2 separate regions of the Sus scrofa genome follow, and region 1 is linked to region 2. The links are chromatin contacts, called in public promoter capture Hi-C maps. All regions are on one chromosome and are shown on one strand. The core of a region is the stretch at or near the end of the contact, and the rest is flanking DNA. Distances in the headings are between cores, read along the strand shown.

Region 1 (4,045 bases), core at 900-3,399, 70 kb before region 2:
CTCTCACCCAGTTACTTCCCCAGCAACGCTACAGTCAGCTAACAAATCAAATTCCCAATATACCACCAATTAGGGCAAAATTGTTTTCGTGAAGCCTAGACCATTCTTAACTCCTTATGGGTCTTCCATTAAACTATTCAAAATTACAAGCTAAACAACAGCACCTGAATACTGCAAAGATATTTCTGTTCATCTCTAAAATAAGAGTGGTTTGGAGGTGGACTACTTCCCAGACTCAGACCCAGGACAAGCAGGCAGGGAGGCTCTCATGGACATTCTCCTGGGATGTTCAGCAATGCCTCAGTTCTAGGTAGGTATTCTCAAATCACAACTGTAAGACCTCAAGGACAACAGCCTTTGTCCTGAATTAGATTGGAATTAGATCTCAATCTCTCATAAATGATGGCCTAGTGTGGACCTTACAACAGTCTCAAATTTACCACAAAATTATATTCCACCCTCAGATAGTATTCAAGTCTAATGGCCAGTAATTGTACCATAATCCAGGCTCTTTAAAATACAAATCTGTTTATGAACAGGAGATGCTAAATTCATAACTGTCAAGCCACAACTCATTAATACTTCACAAAATCAATTTAGTGGACTGCAATCTGTATTTCTCAATGAAAGAAGCAGAAAAGTTCAAAGTGCACTGCATTTACTATGCACCACGTCATGAATTTCTTTCAAATATAGATGGCGGGGTGTGCACACACACACCAGGTCTTGGTGTAAAATGTATTTCATAGTGTGGATCACTCACTGTCAAAAGAGATTTAAAACAGGAGACACATTCCTTATTTCCATTCCGTCAAAGTGTAAACAAAATGTTTTTCCAAAACGGATCATTTTAGAATGAATGATCATTTTAGAATGAAGTATTTAGCTACAGGTACAAAATACTTGGCTACCAACTAATACTAAAGACATTTTTCTGAACAGAAGCATAAGAATTTACTTTATTAATGGAGATGTGAAGGTACAAATGAATTAACTGACAGAATTCCATTGTTTGTGATTTTTAACATACAATTCAAATTAATTCTTCATTAAATCCATAAGGCACTACCAGTGGGGGATCAATTAAGACCAAGATCCCTGCACTTGGAGGTCGGAGAGGTCGTGTATTGGTGGTAAAAATAGAAAACCTCAACGCAAAGCATTCGCGTGGGTATGACTGGTTTGTTTTAATTCTGTCCTTTAAAAATAGGGTTATTTCTCATAACAAATCACCATTTTGCTTCGGAAGTACAGGAAGATCTGGCCCATGTCAAAAAGGCCTCTGCTCCTCAGCTCCTGCTGTCCCCATGACACTCTCAATTACGTCCTTTATCAGGCACTGAGTTCACAACCCACGCCAAGACTCCAGTGGACTAGTCAATATGGTGCTTGGCTTGATATACATACAAAGTCCAACCAGGAGGAATCCAATCAGATTTTTTTTTTTTTCTTTTTAAGGAAGGCCCTCTAAAGAACTTAAAATCATCCAACAAAGGGAAGGATGAGTGACTTTTTAAAAGCAAGGGACTGACATATCTGCTACACCGGGGGTGACTGCAGCTCCCAGACGGCTTTTCCACCACATTTAAAAGACTTAAAGCGGCCTAGATAGTCTACTGGCAGGAAGAGTCCCAATGGATACTCACGGATGAGCTCCTGAAAGACCTTTCACCTAGTTCTGCAACCCGCAGCCCAACGAAGCCTCTCTCCTCAGGCAAGATCCTAAACCCTGAGAAGTCCACACGGGTGGGGGCTGCACCAGGAGTTTCTGGCTCTCCACTCAAGACTGGCCAGCCCCACCTCCCCCGCCTCAGCAGATTCGGCGTCGGGAGGACAGTCGTTGTCCGTCCTCCCACCACCCCCAGGGGATCCAGCCGCTCACTCCGCTAGCTGCCCCGCCACCGCTGTCCGCAGTCCCGACGCTGAGACCGCAGCCACCGCTGCGAGAGCAGCGGGACCGAAAAGGAGTGCTCCGGGATAGGAGCGACCCGGACGTCAGCCTTCCAACCTTTGCATGCCTACCTCCCCCGGCACCGGTGACCAGCACCACACGCCCGTAGAAGTTCAACATCGAGGCCATAAGTCCGGCCTGCAGAAGAACCAGCACAGCTCACACTGCCGGACAGGGAAAACCTGAGGCGAGGAGGAGCGGCGCCGAAGGCATTAACCGGCCAGTTTCTGGGTAAGAGAGTGACGTAGTATTTTTCCAAGTGCGCCTGCGCGGCCAATCCCTTGGAACTCTGGGAAATGTAGTCCACCGTGCCTCCAGGCGCTGCTGGACCCTGCCCAGGAGGCTTGGGTTGAAAGGGCTAGTTCTGCTGCGGAAGTAAAGGGAGCTGATGGGACCTTTGTGGTAAAATGGCTGACTGGGCCGACCTTGTATTTATCCATTCACCCGTCCCTTTGTCATTCACTCAACAAGCGTTTTCTGGATCTTGGCGAGGATGCAGCCCCTATCCTTAAGTAGCTTTCAAAAATAGCTCCTGAGAAGTAGAGGTACTCTGACCAATGGGTAAAAGATTTCTCAGAATGGACCTCTGGGAACTGTCAAAAATGCAAAGTACTGAGCCCCCACGCTGACATCCCAAATGGAATTGATTGACTCTACCGGTCCTGGAGTCTGAGACTGGCCAAGACCGCTTGTTTCTGCCAGGAAGGTTTTCTTTTTCCACTTGGCTTCACACAGCCAATAATGAAATCGATGTTGAAACTGGAACAGCACGAGCTTTATTTAATCACCAAAGAATGGAGAAGCGGAAACTTAGGTCACAAATCAATTTCTAAACCCAATTCAGATGGAGACACCACACATGTAGGACGATGGAGATAAAAGGGAGGTAATTAGGAAAAGTGGGAGGAATACTCAGTCATGACTTAACCAAGAACATCGATGTACTTCGGATCCAGAACTGAAAGAACACTCCTCCGTAGTCTTCGTAGTCTTCGTATGGGCCTTTCCCATTGTTGCTGTGGTAATTGTCAAGGGACAAAGCACTGGTAGGTGTCATTTAGTGTGCTAATCTATTGCAATGAATGTATAATGAGGCTAAAAGTCTACTGGAAGTCAAATGTTCTCTGGCACCTGGTTTGTTCTAACCTGTACTTGTTTTTCTCTTTGCAGCTTCCTCCTGAAACTTAGACTAGAGCAACTGGTTTCCATTCAAGGAAGGGGAAGGGGTATGATTCTGGGGCAATAGTCTTGGCCACAAAATATCAAGGGACAAAAAAAAAAAAAAAAAATGTCCAGGGGTGATTCTAAATAACTTTTGCTTTTGGGGGTTGAATATAGTCATATTATTAAGCACCTAGGGGTAGTAAGCACAAGTTTACAGATGAAAAATAAGGTGTCCCTGAGCTATTCAAAATTAGGTGGTATAACTTTACCTACAGTACAGCATGCTAAGACTTGTGCCGAAATAAACAAACCCTTTCCCTTCCGGTGAGAAAAGGGGAAAACTTTCCAAAGGAGATGACAGACTTAAGAAGTGTGCTTTGCAAATAGAGGATATTATAGGTAATAGAAGTAGAAGTACTAGCTTGACAGAGGTGGAGGTAAGTTCACGAAAGTAAGCAGAATCAGTCAGATCACATTTAGGTGTTTAAATTTTGAGCTTAAAACATGTTAAGCAAGATTACTCCAGAGAAATGTTTACATCATGAAAAGGTCATTTTGCCCCACTACTGAGAATTGACTGGAGGTGAACAGAGAGAACAGATAGACACCTATTGGAGAAAACTGTAGAGACCAAAAGTAATGCAGAGGAAATATGGAAGGAGGGGGCAGTAATACAGAGGTATATTTGGAAATGGAGTTAATAGGTCTTTTTTTTTTTTTTTTTTTTTGGCTTTTTGTCTTTTTTTGTTGTTGTTGTTGTTGCTATTTCTTGGGCCGCTCCCGCGGCGTATGGAGGTTCCCAGGCTAGGGGTTGAATCGGAGCTGGAGCCACCGGCCTACGCCAGAGCCACAGCAACGCGGGATCCGAGCCGAGTTTGCAACCTACACCACAGCTCACGGCAACGCCGGATCGTCAACCCACTGAGCAAG
Region 2 (4,474 bases), core at 1,148-3,647:
TTCACTCACATACACAAATATGTTGGCCTCCAAGGATTTCTGAGTCTGACTTGGTATTTTTTTCAGATTCAACCCCAAAGTATATTAGTCTCTCACTGCAGTTCAGAATAATGACTTAAAAGTCTCTTCCATTACAGCAAATCAGGCATGAAGCATCCAAAGGCAATTTTCTTGCAATGCAGACATTGTGAAGAGCTTGTGGTGAGCTCTCACTAAACAGGGTAAATAAGTCCATAAGGAGAAAAAAAAAAAAAAAAAGCTAAGGAGAGGGGCCAAGATTAATAAGGATAAAGTATATAAAGATAATGGCTTCTTTCATAGACATCTGAGTGGTGGTAGCTAAACAGAGGGTTCTAGACCATGGCCAATAGCCAGTCTTGCAAGAATTGACCGGAACACACACGAAAAACACACATATATACAGACATTAGTCCTCTATTTCCTGGCAGAAGCTACCGTGATTCCACTTGTTAATAAAGTATTTTTTCCATCTTCCTCAACAGGTATCCCATATCCTACCCTAAATGCCATCAATTTAAAACTCTAGCACGTCATATTATTTAAAAAGAAACATTCCGAGCTTTCTGAAAAAGCAGAAACCAAAAAATAATTTGCTACACATCTGTAGGAAGTAAATGATGGCAAGTGGAGGGGTAAAGTGAGGAACGGGCAGGGGTGGGGCAGGAAGACATTAAGGGACCTCTTCTCACTCCAGTTTTCAGGCTTGCAGTGGTAAGCTGGGCAGGAGGGAAGAATGTGGGTGCTAGTAGAAAAATGTATCATATGTTCTGGGAGACTGCTTTTCCACCTTCTCCCCACTCCCTTTATATCAAAAGAACAAGAAAAAGAAAAAAGAACAAAAAACAAGCCTGGGAGAAAAATACCAGTTCAAATGCTGCTCATAATTCATACAAAAGTTCACCACTGGATTCTCTGAGCCCATTTCCTATGTGCCGTGGACTACTTCTGACTTACTGTAAATTGCCATTTAAAAGACAGAAAAGGAAAGCGTCCAGCAGCAGGACAGAGAACACAGCAGCAAGGAAACATTAACCGCCCCCCCAGCTCCACATCAAGCTCAAAAACAGTGCTCCTAGCTGTCATTTTTCATTCACACCAGCCCCATATTTCTATTACACAAGCCTCTTTTTTACTGACTGCTTCCCTTGCAGGGCACAAGGTAAATGCCAGCCCTTTACTTTGGGAGGGGAATCAATAAAAGACAAGATGAGGAAAAGAGTTTCAAGGGCTCCCTCTGACTGATATCTAGCAAATGGAGAAATGATGGGGTTCCTTTCTGCTCCTCAGAGCTGCCCTGATTGACTTGAAAGTTACCAGTTTCTTCAGAGGCTACTTGAAAAGAAATTTCAGTCTCCTTTCTTATTCTCTAATTTTCCCCAACCATCCCCACTCCTACCTCAACTCACAAGAGGGCTTTTGTATACATGAAGCTTCAGGAAACAAAGCATACAAACACTCACGCACAAATAAACTCCCCACACTAACACCCGCGTATAATTGTGTTTGGGTTGGAGCTTTTCCAGCCCTGTCACCCGTTCTCTGTTAGGAGTAAGTGAAACCCTTGGCTTCGGCAAAGTTAGAAACAGACAAACTCAGTTTCAAGCTGCACAAGGCCTCCCTCATATCGTGCATGCGCCCCCCCCCCCCCACAAGCCCCCAACAAAATAAATCCGTGGCTAAAAAGCCAGCAAGGAAAAAAAGAAAAAAGAAAAAACCTACTCTCCGAATAAAAATTTTTCACTTCTCCCCCTCGCTTCCCCTTTTGGCCGGAAACACAGCTTTTCCAACTTCTGAAACCCGTTTCAAGGGACCCTAGACTCTTAGGGGTCCTATTCCAGAGGATCCGGCTTTCAACTGTCCTGATACAGGCAGGCAGCGCTCTTCCAAGGATAGTTTGCTTTCTTGGAATCAATACTGGGGCCGTTTCGTTTCCAGGGAAATCTCAAAGGCAGCTTTTCTTGGGCTGGCCGAGCTAGGTCCGACTCTCCCTCCCCTCTCCTCTGAACTGCCGCTGGTTGACAAGGGTACAGGGTTCGGCGCATTCCGGTCTAAGGGAGCTTCGAAGGCGCAGGGAAAGCAGACAAAGTACCCATCGCTCCCTTTTAAACTCCCGTCTGGTCCCCTACTCCGCACTACGTCCACATTCCTCCGCAGAACTTGGTGGGAGCCCCCCAGCGATATCAAAAACATACCTTCCTTAGATTCTTCTGCTTCGGAGTTCATGGTGTCAGGGTGAGCAGCTGCAGGGGCGACCACCGCTGACATGGACTCGGACGAGCTGCAAATGTGCTTGGACGCCAAAACCCGCACACGACAGAAAATAAAAGGAAGGAAAGCCACTAAAATCAAAACCTCCGCGGGGCGGGAGGGCTGGTTCTAGTGCAGGGATTTTCAGGGGGAAAGTTCTGCAGAGTGACGAATCGCGTCTCAGTTGGGCGGCAGGAGTCCGCCCCCGGGGCCCGCGCGCCCCAGCCCGTCGTCGCCGGGAACCGGCGGCTGGTGGCTGGGTGCATGCAGGTGGGGCTGACTCTGCGCTGGGGCCAGCACGGCAGGGGCGGGGGAACCTTCAGGGTCCCAGACCCGCCATGCCTGGGAAATCTATACACAGGGAAGAAAGAAAGTCTCATCTCAGCTCGCGCTGGTGTTTTACATAAATCATAAATGCATAGGCAGGCACAGAAATGCTTCTGAATCTTTAGGTTGCTTTTTTGCAGGCCCGTGTAACTTTCCGAGTCTCGGGATCTTAGCCGCCCAAAATGAACGCTTTTCAAACTGCTCGGTTTCGTACGTTACTTTTGGAAGAAAGTAATAGGGATATGGATCCATGGGGCTGGAAAGACCTGCTTCACAAGCCCAAGATGGGGGGCCTTTTGAAGAAAGAGTGTGTGTGGGGGGGGCCCTCACCCCTTACCTTTGCACAGGAAAAGCAGACTAGGCGGTTTACTCATTCAGTATAATCAGAGCGATCACTCTTACTCAAACCCGACCAGGTGAACTACCGCCTCTGCAGCTGCCCCAAGGGCCCTCCGCAAAGGAAGGGGAGGACTCCTCCCAAGGAACTAGTAACTCCTTGGGATTAATTCCACCCAAAAAGCCCCAAAGAGGGGAGATATTTATGCTTCTGAAATGCTGACAAAAGCTGGAGAGCCTGGAGAACAGATCTCAATTCTGCCCCCTGGTCGTGTCCACAAGCTCCTACAACTGGCTGAATAGGAGTCCTCAATCTTTCCTTGAGAAGTGGGGACAGGGGCTGGCACCCACATACCTGTCTTACTGAGGTATTTTGCAGAGCTCTAGTTTTATTACCAATCTAGGGCAAGAGATCCTCAAATAACATACCTGAAAGATCCATTAGGAAATTGTGAGAAAAGTTACATTCTTTTAATAAATTTATTTTCCAGCTGCTTTCTTTTTCTTCATTTCCTCCCTTTTTTTAATATGGGCAAAAAAAAAAAAAAAAAAGCAAGAAGAGAAGCTCTACAGTACATCAGGAAGTTCAGTGAAAAGAATATACAAAAGATAGACATTTAAATAGACATTTCTCCCTCTCCTCCTCTGGAAAAGGAGGATTAAAAAAAGTATTATGTATTATACAGATTTATGTGTTGTATTAAGTAAGGTAATATAAGCAAAAAGTGATATGAAAACCGTAAAATCCAACACAGATTATTACAAACTACTGCACCATTAAAAGGTAAATTTTTGTAAAAGATGCTTTTGGGTTTTATTTCAATATTGACTGTGAACAGACAAAAGGGGGGGTTTATGCTATTCACAAGCAGTGAAGAAGTTATTATACATATTAATATAAGGCGCTAGATATTAAATCACTTCCTACTGCTGAGAGATTCTCACATGCCCAAGACACCAAGCAAAATTTTATCTCAGTTTCACTGAAAGGGCAGGATGATGAGAGGAAGACATAGCCAGTCAGAGAGGAGAAACATCTGGAAAATATCAGTATTGTAGAGCCTTCCGGAAAATGACCTCACTACCAAAAGGGTAAGAGCTGCACCCTTTTGAAAGTCACAGTTAACTGTGAGGTCCCCTCTGCCACACGGCCTCCTGAGCTGGCTGGGAGGTGCTAAGCCTCGTACCTTCCCTCTGTAACTTCAGACTCGTGGGGGAGACACGAAGGTCATTCTGAACCCAAAGAAATGCTCCTTCACTGGTCAGAATCCACCTTCCCTGTCTTATCCAAGCAGTCATTCTGGGAGCCTCCCCAGCCCACCAAACACCTACCATCTGTCCTTTCCCTCCCCGCCCCCCCAGCAGCCCAGACTCTCACAGATGTCCACCAGGAACCCCTCAGGATCTCACCAGGGCTGTCAACTCACAAAGATAGCTCCCATTCATCTATAATTGGAGTAAGATGCAACACCTTTTCAAGGTGATGATTATGCAAATTCACACAACCCAAATTCCAGGCCCCAGTAGCCACAGGAAGGACTCA

What was found. Promoter capture Hi-C pulls out the DNA fragments that hold promoters and counts their contacts.
Region 1: a promoter capture Hi-C map of liver shows a contact between it and region 2, with 3 times the contacts expected there. The contact joins the promoter of HSD17B4 here to the promoter of TNFAIP8 in region 2. A contact is called at or near these places in 1 of 5 promoter capture datasets (liver), 18 of 47 Hi-C or Micro-C datasets (adipocytes, alveolar macrophages, brain and 11 more) and 2 of 2 datasets of contacts at active chromatin or transcription factors (alveolar macrophages and skeletal muscle).

The regions. Positions count from the first base shown.
Region 1 is chr2:123,311,587-123,315,631 of Sscrofa11.1, reverse strand. It overlaps HSD17B4 (hydroxysteroid 17-beta dehydrogenase 4), which reads right to left and starts at 2,149. Exons shown (of 24, transcript NM_214306.1): 1 at 2,023-2,149. The coding sequence starts at 2,080.
Region 2 is chr2:123,241,174-123,245,647 of Sscrofa11.1, reverse strand. It overlaps TNFAIP8 (TNF alpha induced protein 8), which reads right to left and starts at 2,397. Exons shown (of 2, transcript NM_001244505.1): 1 at 2,214-2,397. The coding sequence starts at 2,286.